Regions from separate parts of the Mus musculus genome. Here all the other regions are linked to region 3. The links are chromatin contacts, called in public Hi-C and HiChIP or PLAC-seq maps. All regions are on one chromosome and are shown on one strand. Each heading gives the region's core, a stretch centred on a gene start, on an enhancer-like site or on the middle of the called end of the contact. The rest is flanking DNA. Distances are from core to core; before and after follow the strand shown. Region 1 has its middle 16 kb from the start of Gm36839. Region 2 has its middle 53 kb from the start of Slc22a23. Region 3 holds the start of Pxdc1 (PX domain containing 1).

Evidence for each region. A called contact is a pair of places that touch in the nucleus more often than the background predicts. HiChIP or PLAC-seq counts read pairs in DNA pulled down with a chosen protein or histone mark.
Region 1: a Hi-C map of cortical neurons shows a contact between it and region 3, with 5 times the contacts expected there. The contact joins the enhancer-like site here to the promoter of Pxdc1 in region 3. A contact is called at or near these places in 24 of 39 promoter capture datasets (the 3T3-L1 cell line, 3T3-L1-derived adipocytes, the C10 cell line and 15 more), 9 of 15 datasets of contacts at CTCF or cohesin (the G1E-ER4 cell line, the NIH/3T3 cell line, embryonic stem cells and 5 more), 302 of 484 Hi-C or Micro-C datasets (the 3T3-L1 cell line, 3T3-L1-derived adipocytes, the 4T1 cell line and 153 more), 52 of 115 datasets of contacts at active chromatin or transcription factors (the NIH/3T3 cell line, PVALB interneurons, SST interneurons and 35 more) and 6 of 9 other capture datasets (adipose tissue, embryonic stem cells, embryonic tail and 3 more).
Region 2: a FOXA1 HiChIP or PLAC-seq map of pancreatic cancer cells shows a contact between it and region 3. The contact joins the enhancer-like site here to the promoter of Pxdc1 in region 3. A contact is called at or near these places in 3 of 39 promoter capture datasets (the HPC-7 cell line, embryonic stem cells and liver), 1 of 115 datasets of contacts at active chromatin or transcription factors (pancreatic cancer cells) and 2 of 9 other capture datasets (liver and pancreatic islet).

Annotation. Positions count from the first base shown.
Region 1 is chr13:34,857,639-34,861,021 of GRCm38.p6, reverse strand. No RefSeq gene overlaps it. Among named protein-coding and RNA genes, the nearest start is that of Gm36839, 16 kb to the left of the region's middle. Within about 2 kb of position 1,386, at least 12 of the 459 cell types and tissues checked have an H3K27ac peak or open chromatin away from gene starts, as enhancers often do. A contact at or near this core is called in B cells, VIP interneurons, cortical neurons and 2 more, where this site is marked.
Region 2 is chr13:34,396,232-34,399,758 of GRCm38.p6, reverse strand. No RefSeq gene overlaps it. Among named protein-coding and RNA genes, the nearest start is that of Slc22a23, 53 kb to the right of the region's middle. Within about 2 kb of position 1,493, at least 68 of the 459 cell types and tissues checked have an H3K27ac peak or open chromatin away from gene starts, as enhancers often do. A contact at or near this core is called in the HPC-7 cell line, liver and pancreatic cancer cells, where this site is marked.
Region 3 is chr13:34,650,838-34,654,242 of GRCm38.p6, reverse strand. Pxdc1 (PX domain containing 1) reads left to right here and starts at 1,562. Exons shown (of 5, transcript NM_025831.3): 1 at 1,562-2,063. The coding sequence starts at 1,808. Gm15908 (predicted gene 15908) reads right to left here and starts at 1,320. Exons shown (of 4, transcript NR_105041.1): 1 at 1,015-1,320.

The sequences.
Region 1 (3,383 bases), core at 137-2,636, 210 kb before region 3:
AGAGAGAGAGAGAGAGAGAGAGAAGAAAAAAAAAGGGAAAAAGAAAAGAGAAAAAAGAAAAAAAGAGGAGGCCAGGATATGTTTCACAGAGAGTTGGGTATGGTGAGGTGGGAGGAGTGGCCCAGCAAGCCCAGCTGAGGCATCCCTTTCCCCTGAGGTATCAGCCATATGATGGATATAGTATGGAATAGAGTTTATTTAGTGTGTGGGAAGATAGTAGAGATAGGGGAGAGGAGAGGCTGGCCAGGAACATGTAGTGAGACAGGGGTGAGTGAGAAGAGGTCAGATTGAATAAGAGGGCAAGGAAGGGGCAAACAGCCCCTTTTATAATAAGCCAGGACTACCTGGCTGTTGTCAAGTAACTGTGGGGCAGTGCCTAGAAGGAATTCTAACCTGTGAAATTCTATTTTATTTTAATCATTGGCCACCAAATTAGATATGAGTGGTAAAACATCAGGGATTTTTGTTGGCAGCTGTTTCCCTAACATCTGACAGTATTCAGCATGATAGACATATAATAAATATTTGTTTTATTAATCTCAGCATTGTGAGCCCATAATTTAGCTTCTTTGACAAAAGAAGCTTTAGTTTTTTAAAGTGGATTTATCCAAATATTAATTGTTTTCAGTTATATTTAAACCAAAAAAGATTTATGTCCACTGTAGTGCTACCCCTGTTTCAACCATAAGACATATTTACATTAAACCCTTAATTTAGGACTTAAATGTATCCAACAGACAGAGACTGAATCTACACACGGAATAATTCTCCTTATGAACATTTTAGGGCCAACAAGATGCCTCAGCAGATAAAGGGGCTTGCCTCATAAGCCTGATGGCTTGAGTTTTATCACCAGATCCCACAGTAGAAGGGAAGAATCAACTCCTGAGAGTTAACTCTGACTTCTTTACATGTGCCATGGCAGGAATGTTCCTCCACCCCCCCCCCCCAATAATAATGGTAATAGTAATAATTTTAAAAGAAAACTTTAGGCATTTGATTTGTTTCCACAGTTGTTAACAAACTTTGTTTTTTTTTTTGGGGGGGGGGGGTGTCGTTTCAAGACAGGGTTTCTCTGTGTATCCTTGGCTGTCCTGGAACTCACTCTGTAGACCAGGCTGGCCTTGAACTCAGAAACGCACCGTGGTGGTGGCGGCAGTGGCGCATGCCTTTGATCCCAGCACTTGGGAGGCAGAGGCAGGTGGATTTCTGAGTACAAACATTTAATTTAATAGAATTAAAGAATCTTGCCTGCACCAAAGAAAAAGGCTGTGTCTTAGTGGGATGTTTCTTTCCGGTTTTGGAAAGGAATCCCTGCCAGCAACTCTTTGTCATGGTGACGCTGTGTTCTCGGTCAGAAGGTAGGATCTGGTTTCCTGTGTTTTCTAGGCTTTGGAGATCTGTTTAAGATCTGTGTTTTGGGAGGGAGCATTTCCATGGTTACACTTTTCCCTTCCTTCACCCTTGAAAAACAAGAGCTAGTGGAATGCCCCAGTTCCCAAATCACCACACAGATGTCTTTCTATCGGCCCACACATGAAATTTTGGGCCAAGTTCTATTTCCACGAGTTTATTCCCTCCAATGTTTCTTTGAAATGAAGCAAGGCTTAGATTGGCAAATTAAACAGGGAATGGTCTATATTATATAAATAACCTGAACTCATGTAGAATGGATTTAGAGGTATGGAATATGAAGGGAGAGATTGTTTGGGGGACAGAAATAAATTATAGCTCCAGGCAGCAAACATAAATGTGTGGAGAATTGTGTATTCAGAAGAACTATATTGTGTTTAAAAATAGTGTTCAGTATTTTAAATGTAAAGTTTCATGTTAGACTGTTAAAATAAGCGTGTACACTTTTACTTGGATGAACCACTAAAACTCATGAATTAATGTCAAAGTATATATACAAGTAAGAGATAACAAATATTTGCATGGAAAGGAGTGACCAAAGAAATAATTTTTAAAAATTAGCTTTAGAGATATCTATCTATCTATCTATCTATCTATCTATCTATCTATCTATCTATCTATTTCTCAAAGCAATAATAAGTAGGAGAAAAATGGCATCTGTGTAGCCCTGGCTGCCTGGAATGCACAGAGCGACCTGCCTCAGACTCCTGAGTGTTGGAATTAAAGGCATGCACCTTTATGCCCAACCTTGGCTTATGCTTTGAGGGAATATGGTCCATTCCCCCAATGAACTGGGAGGAGAGGCAGGAGGGCAAACTGTGATGGTGGTATAAAGTAAATAAATTAGTTAACTAAAAAAATGAATTAGGTCATGTTGCATAGAACTAGTTTTTCCTAATGTATCAAGAGTTTTAAGATTGGGGCTGTCTGCATCTATGAAACTGAAAGATCCTATTCATTGGCTCATAAAATTCTCACTGGTCTTTTCATTTAAAAAATGTTTTTCCTTGCTGAGTTTGTTGAAGTGAAATTCATGCCTAATTAAAATGATGCTATTATACTTTTCAAAGGATCCTAATTAAGGATCTTATGTTCCCGAAAGGATCAATATGACAAATGACTAGCAAGCTGCTGCTGTCAACACTGTAGAATCATAAACGCAGCCAGTGAATCGCGAGGGTAAATATTTTTGAAGTCCAAATATCTACACATAACTTTCCTTCTAAATACCTGTCCTTTCTACTAGTCCAAGGACACAATATCACATTTTCATACTAGAGCATATACAGAGCAGAAAGTCCACATGTTTTTTTTTTCTTTTCTTTTCTTATGGCTACTGTGATAATAAGCAAGCTTTAACTGACATACAAAGACAAGAGATCTTTCTGTCACAGAGACACAATTTTAGATTTCATTGGAGACCTTAAAGATACAGCATGAAAATTGTTACAGTCTTCACAATTTGGGTGTAAAATGTCCCCCAAAGTTTCCTATAGTTGAATACTTGATCGCCAGCTGGTGGGGATGTTTTGGGAAGTTTGGGACATGTAGGAAATGGAGCCTCACTAGAGAAAGTAGGCCACTGGGGATGGCCCTGGAGGTTTGCAGCTTGGTCCTGCTCTCTATCTGGTCTCCACTTCCTAGTCTACAAAGACACGCAGAGGTGGAGAATTGTAGCCACACTCTCTCACAGCTGTGGAAATGCTTGTCTCCATGCCTTCCCCTTTCCCCATCTTTTCCAAGGGCCCACAGTCTGAGTCAATACCCCCCTTTGGCTATGCCTTTGTTCTCTACATACACGTGGAAGGACTTATGAATGTCAGGCAGGGCAAGTTTGTGAAAAGCTTTGTCCATCTCAGGAGTCCAGTTCAAAGTATTCTCCTGCCCCCTGGTGGCCTCATAGAAGGGTTTCACAATTTCCATGAATCCTGGTACCCAGAGTCTAAAAAATGCTGCTAAGCCCAAGAACT
Region 2 (3,527 bases), core at 244-2,743, 250 kb after region 3:
GCTGCACCTGGCAAGGACAATGTGCTCATTCACCTCATGGTGGAAAGAAAGGAGTGTAGTTGTCGAATGAGGAGAAGCATCCATGTGTCATGGTAACAGAAGTGCTTGACTCACTTCGTAACAATCTGTTCTTGAAGTAACTAAGCCAGCCTTAAGAAAATTAGCCCAGTCTCTCAGGGAAAACAATGATCTACCTGTAAAGGCTACGTCTCAGGGCCCCGTAAATATTCTACAACTCCCCGATGCCGCTGAATTGAAATTGTAGCATCATATGTGAGTTTCAGAGGAAACGAATCATTTATGCTGTGAGCTGAAGTTACCGAATGGAAGAGATATGGGCTGCACCTGTGTGAAAGAGTGTCCATGGCCAAATGACCAAAGTTCAAAATTGGAGAGTTACTAGGAATACCATTATTTACCATCTCAAATGCACAGGGCAGCTTTTGCTGTTTGCAGCAACCCGCTTACCTGCGGCCCCCACAGAGGTATTTGGTAAACACCATGATTTATGAGTTTCTCTATTCTGCAACTAATAAAAAGTTTATGGTACTTGGGGAAAATTCTGTGTTCCTGAGCCATGGCCGCTCTTATTTAACTCCAGAATACATTTTTATCTCTTATTCCCTTTGAGGCCGCTTTTGTGTTAACAATAACCACGGGAGGCACAGAAACAAGAAGAGGCAGATACCAGAAGCTGGGTGAAGCACCAACTATATTGCTGAATCATGCTGAGTGGTACTTGAACAACCACAGCCCAGATGAGCCATTTCTTTATGTGTCCCTGCCAAGAAGTGGGGCTTAATAACCTAGAAAAATCTTTGATTCATTAATTAATAAGGTGAACTTTAATTCTCTCTCTCTCTCTCTCTCTCTCTCTCTCTCTCTGTGTGTGTGTGTGTGTGTGTGTGTGTGTGTGTGTGTGTCTTTCTCTTGTCTCTCTCTCCCTTTCTCTCTGTCTCTCACTCTCTTCCTTCTCTCCCTTTTTCATGCCATGCACTCGAGAGGGTAGGGGACCCACAGTAGAAGGGCAAGAACTCAGGGTCCCATTCATCACTAGTATGAATGACTGTCCCAAGTAGAAGCCCTTCCTCTCAGCCTCTGGGGTCAGGATCACCCGGGGCAGCTCCGTTAACTTCCTGCTGAGCCTTACTGTCCCCACCTCTTCGAGTTTCTCTTTGTTTGGGGCCAGCATCTGTTTCCTTTTGTCGTGGTTCCTGTGGCTTCCTCTGCTTGCCCAGGTTTTGTTTGCGAATCCTTTCCTGGAGCAGGCACTCTTTGGGAAGAAAGCCCTTCTCCAGGCTCTTAGAGATGGAGTGCCTTGCAACTTGAACACCAGTTCTCTGGATCACTGGTCTATGCATTCTAAGGCAACGAGCAGTCCAACCCTAGGACCGTGGAAGTTTCTCACAACTTTGTAGCTTAGGAGCCTGATTTCTACCTCATGGCCCAGAGTGTTCATTCTGCACAGTAGGAACCTGGCAGAGCATACAAAGAGGCATGCCTCCTGCTTGCCAGGGAATGGTTTACTCACTTCCTGCTTGTCAGATGAAGAGCATACAAAGTTGTCTGAGTAAACAATTCAAGCATGTGAGTCACACAATATCAGCCTGGTACACTCTGAGCATCTGTTTATGGTAGCAGCAATGGATATTAATGTTATCGTTCCGGGACACACACATCCCCAAAGAAGTGTTGAGGGGATTTCATAAATGACTTTGAATTCTGAGATCAAATATCATTTTACTGATCACCGATCTCTCAGGAGCAAGCTCTGCTCTGTCACATGCTTCCTGGATCTTTGTTTGGTGCATGACAGGTACCCAAGAGAGATGAGCTGTCTTGCTGCAGATAGAAGTTGCTGGAGGCAGAGACAGAGTGGTGGTGGAGGAGGATATACACTCATATATGTGAATTTTAATCAAAGCAGCAAAGATTAATTAAGGGGGTTAAAAATAAGGTTTATTGGCCTGAATTGATTATTTCTGAACAATATGTTAAAAGTCAAAATCAAATTTGAATTGACAAAAAGCAAGTTTACTCTTTTAAACATTTTTTCTTAGCACAATCTACTCACTTGAACATTCATTCATCTTCCTTCCCTTTGAATAGTGTTAAGTTTACCAAAATTGCAAAAATCTCAATAGTCCTCACACAGATTACCAATTCTACTTATGTGTATGCATGTGTGTGATTGTACATGTGCATGCATGCATGTGTGATTACATATGTGCATGTGTGCATTCCTGAAGGACAAAGGTTAATGTCAGGTGTACTCCTATATTGTTCTCCACCTTAATTTTTTGCATATGTTTTGTATGTGGTAAGTGTGCATTATGCATGTGTGTTTGAATGTGCACTATGTGTATGAGTGCATGTGCATACATCGATATGGAGTCCCGATACTGATGTTGGGTTTCTTCTTTGCTTACTCTCTACTTTGTATATTGAAGCAAGGTCTCTTGTTTGAATTCAGAGCCCATCAATCTAGGGCCAGCTTGGTCTACTTGGATTACAGGCAGACCACACACACACACACACACACACACACACACACACACACACACATACACACATATCAGCATTTGTATAGGCACCGAGGATCCAAACTCGGACCTTCACGATTATGCAGCAAGCACTTTAACCCACTCTACCATTTCCTCAGATTATCAATTATTAATGAGTTGCTTCCTTTACTTTAACCATTTCTCTCTCAGTGCACACATGTTATTTTTTCTGGACAATTTAAGAACTCATAGCAAACATTATGTGACTTACTCCCAAAATTTTCAGCACGGATTTTGTAAGACAAGATAGTCTCTCTCTAACCATACTACAAGGACCAAGTTCAGGTAAATTAAATGGACATAATAGTAAGGTCTAACTCACAATACAAATTCAATTTTCATCTATTGTTTCACTAACATCCATTATGGATATTTCTTCCTTGAAATAGAATCCAACTGTATGTAAGTTTCCTTCCAAGCTTTAGTCTATAGTAGGTCCTCAACCTGTCATTACCCTTAAAAATAATGATCCCCCCCCCCCCCGAAAGATCTTCTAGTATATCCCAAGGAGCCTGAAGTACTAGCATTTCTTGGAGAAATACCCTGATTTGTATAATGTGTTGCTGTGTCCTTCTCAGTTAGTCTGAACCTCTCAGGAGCATCTAAAGCCCATTAGCCCCACTGTTCCAGATAGTAGCCTTTCTCATGTGGTAGCACATTATTTGTGAGCTCCATCACAAATTGTTGCTTGAAAGGGAAAAAATCTAGGGTCTTTCTAAGAATTTGCATCTCCTTTGAATAAATGCGGGACTTAACAGCCTCAAAATTCCCCAACATGTTTTTTACTTTCAAAGGTAAATAAGCAGATGCCTTCAAAATAATCAAGCAAGCATATCCCAGGATAACTCTAAGACAAAAGAAAAAGGAAGAGTCAGGTGTGCTGGCTTGCATCTATGGTCCAAGAGCTTTGAGGAAGGGGGGGGGGGAGTTAAGAGTTAAAAAACTAAAACTAGCCATGCTACA
Region 3 (3,405 bases), core at 313-2,812:
CTTGTTCTGAGGTGTGTGTGTGTGTGTGTGTGTGTGTGTGTGTGTGTTAACCTGGAAAGCACTGTGGTATCCCAGGTTGGCCTCCAGCTTTAAAAGGTCTTCCTGTCCCTGCCTGGGCTACTTGAATTACATACGTGAGGCACTCCAGACCCCTATCATCTTTTTTTTTTAAAGTAGTAAAATGAAGTTTCTAGGCTGTATAGAAAAGTGATTAATGAATGATCTAAGCGGCATAAAAGATAGCGTGTTCTAACCAGTGACTTCCCAACAGTGACTGCTTTTACTCTGCCATCTCGTTTTACTTCCAGATCTCTTGAAGCAACTTCTATTAATAAGAAAACACTTTCTTCAGCGCCCAGGAATGACAGACTCAAAGTGGTGGCTAGCCTCACAGAGCTAGGCCACTCGAGCAGCAGCGAACTGAACTGGAGACTTGGTTGTTCCCACCCAGCAAACTCTACCCTAAAGATGGGGTGCTTAAAAAAGTGTATTTCTGGGGGGTCCTGGGGATGATGCTGTGATAGGAGACAGCTTCAGAAGGGACATGGCTCCAGGCAGTAGTGGGGATTGGCATAGGCGTGCCTGAGCAGAACTTTTTGGTAAATAGGAGGACTGATTTCTGCAGTGACACGAGCGATCTAAGTACCCGCCCCCTGCCGGGGATGACCGGTCAACGGAAATCAGGGTCAGTGAGGTCCAGAGAAGGAATACCTGTTGCCTAACGTCTTTGTTCACTGACTATTTAGAAGCGTATAAAAAGCATAGTCTTTCTCCCAGGTTGTAGGTAGAAGAATGTCTGGAACCAAGCTACAATTCTTAATGCTAGACACTGTTTTTCAATTGGGAGCCATGCGGTACATTCCTTCTCTGTGGGTCGTTCTGCCAAGGGGGACTTCCTAAGCTCCTCCTGAGTTGCTCTCTCCGGGGAGACCCCGGTCTCCTACAATTCTGTCCCATATTCTTTTGGCGGACAACCCTCCTGGGGATCCTCTTCTAAGAACCACACGGTCTTGCCTTCTGGTCTGTCTGTCCCGCCTCGTCCCGGGCCTCCGTCAAGCTAAGGCACGACCGGAATGCGCGGGAGGACCCGGGGCGGAGTCGCCGGTAACCGATGGGACACGGGGCGGGTCAGCCCGAGTCCCGGCCCAGACCAGGCGAGTCAAGGGCGGCGCGGGGACCAGCACCAGTCCCTCTGCCCGGATTCCCGCTTGGTCTGAGCCCGCGTCCCCGCCCCATGCGGCGCCGCCCCGGGACTCTGGACTCCAGCGACGTGTCGATCCCACCCCCGTGTGGGCCTGGCAGAGTGCTCAACTCGGGGCTGGAGAATCCCGAGGATCCAGAGTGGGAACGAGGAGAAAGTCGCCTTGCGCGCGGGGAGAGCGCAGGACCAGCCTCGCCTAGCAGTTGGCAGACCAGGGAGGAGGCGATTTGCGTGCAGCTCTGGGCCGGGACCGCCCGCGGCGGGTCAGCGGGAGGCAGGAGGGAGGCGCCGCAGCCGGGACTCGACGTCGCCGCCCGCGATGGGAAGTGCCTTATAAAGCCGCAGCCCGTTCAGTCCCACAGACTCCTGGCGGCGCCGCCCTGAGCGCGCGGGCCACACGTAGCCGCCCCAGAGTGAGCGCAGAGCTGCGGCGTATTCGCGGGGCACCAACTTCTCCCCCACGGGGACTCTTAACCGCCGTTGCGGGAATCGAGCGCGTCCCACGGAGAACCCCTGATCGCCCCTGCCAGGACTCACTCTGCCCAGGCGGACCCCAGGCGGGGGCCGAGGGCGCCCCCGGCGGCAGGGGCATGCGCCGCCCGCGGCATGGCCTCGGCGGTGTTTGAGGGCACGTCGCTCGTGAACATGTTCGTGCGCGGTTGCTGGGTGAACGGGATCCGCAGGCTCATCGTCAGCAGGCGCGGCGATGAGGAGGAGTTCTTCGAAATCCGCACCGAGTGGTCGGACCGCAGCGTGCTCTACCTGCACCGCAGCTTCGCCGACCTGGGCCGCCTGTGCAAGCGCCTCCGCGATGCCTTCCCCGAGGACCGGTCTGAGCTGGCGCGCACGCCGCTGCGGCAAGGTGCGGGGCTGCGGGACTGGGGGCACCGGGGGATGCGGGGAGATGCGGTTTTCGGGAGGGGCTTTGTGGGGGAGGAACTTAGTGAGGAGCTCATCCAAGTGCGATGAAGTCCGCGGGAAGAGTTACTTAAAACTCTACTATTCGGCACCTGACGGAGGACATCCTAGACCCCGGCTTTCCTGAATGGTCGTTCAGAAAGGGCTGGGAACCGGCACGGAGTCTGGGGCGCACACTCTTGGAGGATAAATGAGATGGCTGGGGAAAGGGACAAGGTCAGCAGGACTCTCGCCTGACTGTCCCAAAGAACGAGCCTCTAGTGAAGAAGCGGAGGCGACATCCAGAGCTGACAGCTACTGGGTCCCAGCTGCTGTGGAGAACCAGTAGAGGCTGGAATGGGTTTGCTGGAAAGGGTAGAGACCGTTATAGAGTATCGAAACTGGGGTGATCGCAGCAGGTATGATCGCTGCTCAGGTCCTGCCCAGTAGAGGCCCCATCTGTATTCTGCCCCGGGGACAGCTGAGCCTGAAAGCGAGGTGCCACGCAGCAATCTTTTCCACCTCTCCTAGGAGGAGGCCGCCCCGCCTGGATCTGTCCGGCCAACCCAGGGTCCCCACCCCTGAGCCGGGTCCGCATTCGGATTTGATTAGCCATGGCCGCCTCCTCTCAGGCCGTGTGACGGTCCTGGTTGGCTGTGACTGTTGTTTTTCTCAAACAGCAGTGGCTTCCCCTTTGCTTCCTAAGGACAGCAAAAGGACTGGAAGAGTGGAGGAAACTGGAGAGAGACCTTGATAGAGACGGGGGAGGGGGGAAGAATAAAATGTGAGGCAAAGAGCCGGGTAAGCGGTAGGGCAGGAGGGATCAATATAGCTTCTGAGCAGACTTCCCCCCAGTACGTGGCCTCCCGGGGCTCTGAGACCCTTGGACCCAAGTCCTCAAAGCAGTCATCCTGTGACAGCTTGGGGCAAAGTTACTCAAGGTTAGCCAGTACGCATTTCCTTGGCCGCCTGTCTGGCTAAGGTCTTGAGATAACCTCCGTTTCCCTCTGGTGATAGGTTCCACCAATGTGTGGCTTATGTGGATAATTAGCTCCATTCTCATGACACATCCCCTGGCAGACACATCATTTGGACAGGTTCCCAAAAGCAAGTGAGTGTGGAGGCCCGGAGTGACAAGCCTGGTTTAGATCTCCATCCCAGCCGCTCCCAGTGGCTGAGCAACGTTGTCAAGATTAGGCCTGTTTTTATTGCTTTAAATTCGCTCTTTGTTGTAGTTTTAATTTAACAAATGAATGTCTGAGTCAGGAAAGCATCAGGAAGGGTCGCTGGTTTACTCAGTGGCTTCT